2 separate regions of the Mus musculus genome follow, and region 2 is linked to region 1. Evidence: chromatin contacts called from public Hi-C data. All regions are on one chromosome and are shown on one strand. Each heading gives the region's core, a stretch centred on a gene start, on an enhancer-like site or on the middle of the called end of the contact. The rest is flanking DNA. Distances are from core to core; before and after follow the strand shown.

Evidence for each region. A called contact is a pair of places that touch in the nucleus more often than the background predicts.
Region 2: a contact with region 1 is called in a Hi-C map of liver, with 3 times the contacts expected there. The contact joins two enhancer-like sites. A contact is called at or near these places in 2 of 39 promoter capture datasets (cranial neural crest and liver), 6 of 484 Hi-C or Micro-C datasets (cerebellar granule neurons, cortical neurons, liver and 1 more), 2 of 115 datasets of contacts at active chromatin or transcription factors (bone marrow-derived macrophages and embryonic limb bud) and 1 of 9 other capture datasets (embryonic stem cells).

What each region holds. Positions count from the first base shown.
Region 1 is chr10:84,808,882-84,811,993 of GRCm38.p6, forward strand. All of the region lies in intron 3 of Rfx4 (regulatory factor X, 4 (influences HLA class II expression)), which reads left to right. The region is part of intron 2 of Gm40728 (a long non-coding RNA gene); the gene reads right to left. Among named protein-coding and RNA genes, the nearest start is that of Gm40728, 53 kb to the right of the region's middle. Within about 2 kb of position 1,455, at least 22 of the 459 cell types and tissues checked have an H3K27ac peak or open chromatin away from gene starts, as enhancers often do. A contact at or near this core is called in liver, where this site is marked.
Region 2 is chr10:85,043,470-85,046,581 of GRCm38.p6, forward strand. No RefSeq gene overlaps it. Among named protein-coding and RNA genes, the nearest start is that of Gm34633, 41 kb to the left of the region's middle. Within about 2 kb of position 1,417, at least 52 of the 459 cell types and tissues checked have an H3K27ac peak or open chromatin away from gene starts, as enhancers often do. A contact at or near this core is called in liver, where this site is marked.

The DNA.
Region 1 (3,112 bases), core at 205-2,704:
GAACACTCAAGTCTAAAATGGAACTCAGGAGGTTTTCTTGTTTCTGTATGTATGTGTGTGTGTGTGTGTGTGTGTGTGTGTGTATGTGTGTGTGTGTTCTTTCATACTTTGTTATTGACTAATAGAACATATCAAGCTTTACCTCGGTGTCCCTAACCTTTGTCATCAACATTATTATTATGACTTATAGAGCATTCTAGAAGTAATCAAGTGGTCTTGCCTCTGAGTCTTGTGTGTGTGTGCGTGCGTGCGTGCACGCACACGCAAAGGCCAGAGGTCAGCATGGAGTATTCTGACCCACCTTCTTCAGTCACTCTGCATGTTATTATTTTGAGGCGTGGTTTCTCACTGAACTTTGAACTCACCAATCTGTTATGCTGGTGGCCCAGCCAGAGTCCCTCCTTGCATCCCCAGCACTGGGCTACATGCACATACTATCATGCTCATTTTGAACCATGGGCGCTGGGATCTAAGCTCATGCTTTATAAGTAAAGGTTCTCATGTTTCACTAACTGAGCTAATCCATGAGTCTTTGGGTTTTTTCAGTCTTCCTGTTTAAAAAAAAAAAAAAAAAAAAAAAAAAAACTACGTGTATCGATGCGTCTGTGTGAATGTATGCCATGTGTATATAAATGAAGGCAGAGGTCAGGAGACGGTCAGTGCCTGGAGCTGGACTTACAGAAGTTATGAGCCACCTGCCAAGGTTGCTGAGAACTGAGCTTGCTTAGATCCTCTGAAAGAAGAGCAGTGTACGCTCTTAGCTAATGAGCCATCCTTTTAGCCCCCAATCATTTGAATGCTATTCACTGATCTTCTGGAAAGGGCACGTTAAGGTAGCACCTTGGTGAGGCCACTCCTTTGCATATTTAAAGATTCCCCTCAATTTCCACCATTCTCTCCTTTTCCTTCTTCTTCCACAAGCCCCTCTTCCCATGCAGACAGATGTCTCCATGGTTCAAAGTGTATGACATACCTATTGCTCTCTGCTGTTCCTCTTGCCCAAAGCCTCCTCCAACTTCGGTGGCAGACCGGGTTTCTAGTGAGAACTCTCTTAACTACTGGTCATATTAGCAAACGAATTCTACTTTTTGAGCCTTGAATTTGCAATCTGAACGATGGGTGTAATGCCTATCTTGTGTGTTGTGTTTGTTTTGTTTTTGCTTTGCTTTACTTTACTTTGCTGTGCTTCATTTGGGCTTTGCTGTTGTTGACCTGGGTGCTCAACTATGTAGCTCAGGCTATCCCTGGATACACTACATAGCCTAAGCTCACTGCAAACCCAGATCCTCCCACTTCACCCTTCTGAGTGCTAGGATTGCAGGCATGTGTTGACACGCCTGGCTTTTACGTGACTCTCATGAGAATGAAGTAAAAGCCTGGATACCCAGGGCCTGGCACCTAGGACAAGTTCCATGAATGTGAGCTGTTGTTTGCTGTTACAAAATTTCAGTCCCAAGTCCTCTGTGAAACCATAACTATTCACTCCCATCTACACACCCATCTGTTTCCCTCTTCAATAGCCTCTACGGTCAGGAGTTTATAGTATTTAAATATTATTGTTTCTTGTATGTCACTCTCCCCAAATAGACTCCAAAGTGAACTAGGACATAGGTCATGTCTTATGCCAACACAAGTGCCCACAGGAGCCAGGAAAGGAACAGAAAATAGTCTTGGTGTAAGAAAAATGGGGAGGGGTGAGGACTCGGGCCAACCCCCAGGCACTGCTCACCCTGGCCAATTGCTGTCATGAGGGAATACGGGTCCAGGGTTGCCAGACCTCGACTTTTTCATAAGAAGCCAGGAATCCAGCTTCTTCTGTGTGAAGTCCAGGGGTTTAAAAGCTGAGCCAGTGCTGCTCAGGCTAAACAAAGCATGCCTGTGGGACCCCCGTTGGTGACAGCTGCCTCACTTACATGGTCCCTGTAAAGTTTGAGCCTCAGCTGGGCCGCTGATGTCACCTCTACAGAGGAACAATGCTGTGAGTGGCAGTGAGGGATCTTGGCTAAATTTGAAGACGGGTTTTCATTCATCCCAGATCCAAAGTGCAGGGCAGGCCCAAGAAACCTATACGTCCATGGAGCTAGTTTTCCTGAGCGGAACACAGGGTTCCACTTGGTGACACGGAGAACATGCACTACTGGTATGGAAGAGCTTCATTTGGGTCACAATCGTCCCTTTATTTATTTATTTATTTATTTATTTATTTTTAATGTGGAACACTACATGAATTTGCATATCATCCTTATACAGGGGCCATACTAATCTGTTTTCTTGTGTTCAGAACACTGGGTAGCCCTCAGTGTTGAATTAAAGATCTCATCTTTATCCCTCTGTTTACCATGAATCTGTTCATGATATCCATCAAGGACCATTTTGCTCGCAATGACATGACCTCAGTGCCCAGCAAGCGATAAAGTCAGTGTTTATCTATCGGATGAGTAAACGATTGAAATGATCCATCCATCAAATATCAGGCTCCTATCATGTGCCAAGGACTATGTGGGACTTTAGGGATTCTGAGGTGACTGGGTGCTCCCCCTAGCCTCAGGGTATTGGGTCACCTAGAAAGGATTGCGTAAGGTATTTACTGGAGCATGAGAGCCAGCAGGATCCGCTCCCTATGCCCAGTCCCAGGAAAGGGCAGGGGACAGAATGCCTGGGACCCCCTTAGTACTTGGCTTTGCCATTTGCCCGAGTCCGGGGGTCATATTCATTTAGGAGACTTGGGTATGAAATGACTGAGCTGATTTTCCTTCAAAGTCATGTTGGAATGAGCTGACCAAGTGCCACCCCCTGCAAGTGGTCACCTTGGGAGGCCTCGTCCTCACTCTACAGGAGTTACAACAGTACTGGACCACTTCCCTGGCAAGGGTCCTCAGAGTGAGTTTAAAGCTACATGAGGACATTTACTCCGTTGCTTAAGATTCATGCCTTATTTTAGCTGAAACCGAAACAACAACAAAACCAAAAAAAAAAAAAAAAAAAACCTCAAAAAACAAAAACAAAAACAAAACAAAACAAAAAAAAACCCAAAAACATAAACCAAAAGGAAACAAAACAAAGGTTGGTAAAATGGGTATTCATCACTTTGTCCCCTAAATTTGATTCCAGT
Region 2 (3,112 bases), core at 167-2,666, 230 kb after region 1:
GGGTTTGTTTTCCAGCAGCCTTGTTGATGAACTCACGACCTCTGTGACTCCAGCTCCCGAGGGTCTGAAGCCCTGCTCTAGCGCCCGAGGGAACCTACACACACGTGCGCATGCCCACACACAGATACAGCCACACACGCAATTAAAAAGAAAGTAAGTCTCTAAAAATATTATTTTTGCGCTGAATGTGATAGTCCATGCCTCTAATTCCAACACCTGGGAGTCTGAGGCAGGAGAATCAAAGTGATTTCAAGGCCAAAATGGGCTACATACAGTGAGTTCCAGATCAGCCTGAGCTATGGGTGAGACCCTGCCTCAAACAATAAAACAAATCTTTCACGAGAACTCTTTTTACTACAAACGGCTTTGGCTATCCTGTATTGTCTGACTGTCTGTAGGCATAAGTGCTAATTATTTTCTTATTTTAAAATTATCTTTCTGTAAAAAGCAATCGGCTTTTAGGCTTACAGTTTTAGTCTAAAAGAAGGACAGTTTGTATAGTACCTGGTCACAGCTGCATAAACGTTTTCTTTAAAACTTCACACTCTTTGCTTCTTTAAAACTGAGGGTAGGGGGTTGTTAGGAAACAGTGTGTCAACAGTTTCTTTCTTACAAAAAAAAAAAAATCGGTTGGATTGCCTGTTGTATAGGCAGTGTCTTTTGTTTAAAAAAAAAAAAAAGTTTTAACTCCACAGTGGAAAAACTAACATTGTCACTAGGATATGACGAAACCATGGAGAAGAACTAGAGATCTCGAGGCTCGGCAGAATGGCCGGCGGCATCTGGTCCCAGGCCCTTTCTCAACAGCCTTGTATGCCCTATTCAGAACGATTGTTGGCATGATGTAGACAAATTGACGCAAATTAGTTTAGCACGGGCTAGGCAAAGTTTAAGCTTGTTGAGCAACACACGTGGACCACATAGCAACAGCTCCCAACCCTGTGCACAAGTGCTGGATGCGAAGTTGGCCAGGACCCTGCTCAGCCAGAATGAAAGCGAATTGCAAATCACTGGTCAGGCCTCGGAAAGAAGACAAGGGGAGGGGGCAGGAAGCTGGCAGTGGAGACCGGAGCCCCCACACTGACCCTGAAGGCCCGGGTACAGAAAAAAATGTCTCCTGAAAGTGCCGCTGGCTATGCCTAACCCCCTCTCCCCCCAGCCTCCGGTTATTTCACAGCCACAAATCCTCAAAGGACTGGCCCCAAAGATTAAGGGGATTCCGCCACTTTCCTCTTTACTTTGGATTCAGATATTTCAAGACAATTCCTTTGGGGCTAGTGTCACACAGACCACCTAGAGGGACTTTCTAATTGTATTTACAGTAATTTAATTACACCAGGGACAGCTTCAGAAGGCAGGATTTACCAAGATCGATACTGTGGGTGCCGCTGGTAGGGTTTCGGATCTGTTAAATCAACAGGAAGAAGAAGGGGGGGGCACTTCAGAGCGTAGAAACCTTTGTAGATTTCCTTTTGGGGAGCACGGCTGGGTGGGTGGGTGATGGAGACGTTTGCCTGGGGTCAACAGCGTTCACGCTTTTGTTCACATTACTCTAGATTCTGTGCGTGAATTCTGCCCGCCTGCTCCCCACCCCCGCTTGCACCGCAGACAGGGCACCAGAAGTCAGCCTGCATTTAGTTCAACTATCTCTGGGTCTTGGGACTTGGTGAGCAGTTTCTCTCCAGCAGCAGAACTGAGTGGGAAACAGAAAGACACTTATTTGCATCCTCCTTCTTTTGAATTGTCATTTTCCAAACAAACAAACAAACAAAAACAAAACAAAACAAAAAGCTTTTACACAAAACATTAAAAAAATTTCCAATGTACCTATATGTAAAAAAAAAAATGCCGTAAATATTAAATCATTAAAAAGCAGGTGATCTGCATGCAATTCTGCTTTTAGATTGTTTGAGTAACTGGTCAGGTAAACTTGATGGCTGCTGCCTTTCCTTCTGGAGGGGTCTCGGCCTTCCCTTTTGAAATGGGAGGGAAGAGCCTGCCTTGATCCGGAGCTGGTCGGGGACTAAAAGCAGCACGCGCTTCTACTGCCCTCTAGCAGTCTGCCTGGGTTTATTAGCATCTAGATCTTTCTGAGGCACTCCAAGCGGGTCTCGGTGGAGGGGTGACAGCAGGAACACTAACTTCACTGGATATGTGCACATCTTCTAAGCTCTTAAATACATTCCGAGCAACGGGAATAAATATACAAACAAACACTTATGCGCTGAAAAAAAGTAGTCACGAAGATAATATACAGGGCATGATAGTTGAGGAGCGAATGGGAACCCTAGGGAGGAAAGAGAGGGAACGACCATGGTCAAAGCACAGGATACATGCACCTATACCTTAATAAAATCAGTATTGGGTAGAACGAATAAGAAACACGTTAAAAAAGAATGCTAGGGAACATTAAGAAGAATAGTTAAATAATCATATGCAATTTGACCTGGAACTATTTCTTTTTTTAAAATTAAACTATTTTATTTATTTACATTCCAAATGTTGCCCCCGCTTCCTGGTCTCCCCTCCCGAGTTCTTCACCCTCCTCTTTGCCTCTGAGAGAGTACTCTTCCACCCACCCACACCCTCCCTCACCCACACCTCCCCTTCCCCCATGATCCCCCTTCCTTAGGGCATCAAGTCTCTACAGGATTAGGCACATCCTCTCCCACTGAGGCCAGACAAGGCAGTCCTCTGCTACATATGTGCAGGGGGCTTGGACCAGCCCGTGTATGCTCTTTGGTTGGTGGTTTAGTCTCTGGGAGCTCCCAGGTGTCTGGGTTAGTTGGCACTGTTGGTCTTCCTATGGGGTTGCCCTCCCCTTCAGCTCCTTCAGTCCTTCCCCTAACTCTTTCTTAGGGGTCCCCGACCTCAGGACTTGGAACTATTTCTATCATGAACGAATGAATAAATGGTTTGGATTTGAGATCATAATAAGATAGTGAGGCTATGTTGCTGCTTTTGTCAAATAGAGAATGTTTTAAAAGTGGGGCAGGAAAGGAGATCTGCACACTGAGGGCCATCAATGTTTACTGTATAAGTCTATGAGGTGAGCCCTCCCCTCCCCCAATGAAATCTCCATTCAAAGTAGCAAGTATCTTCAGCTGTGTTT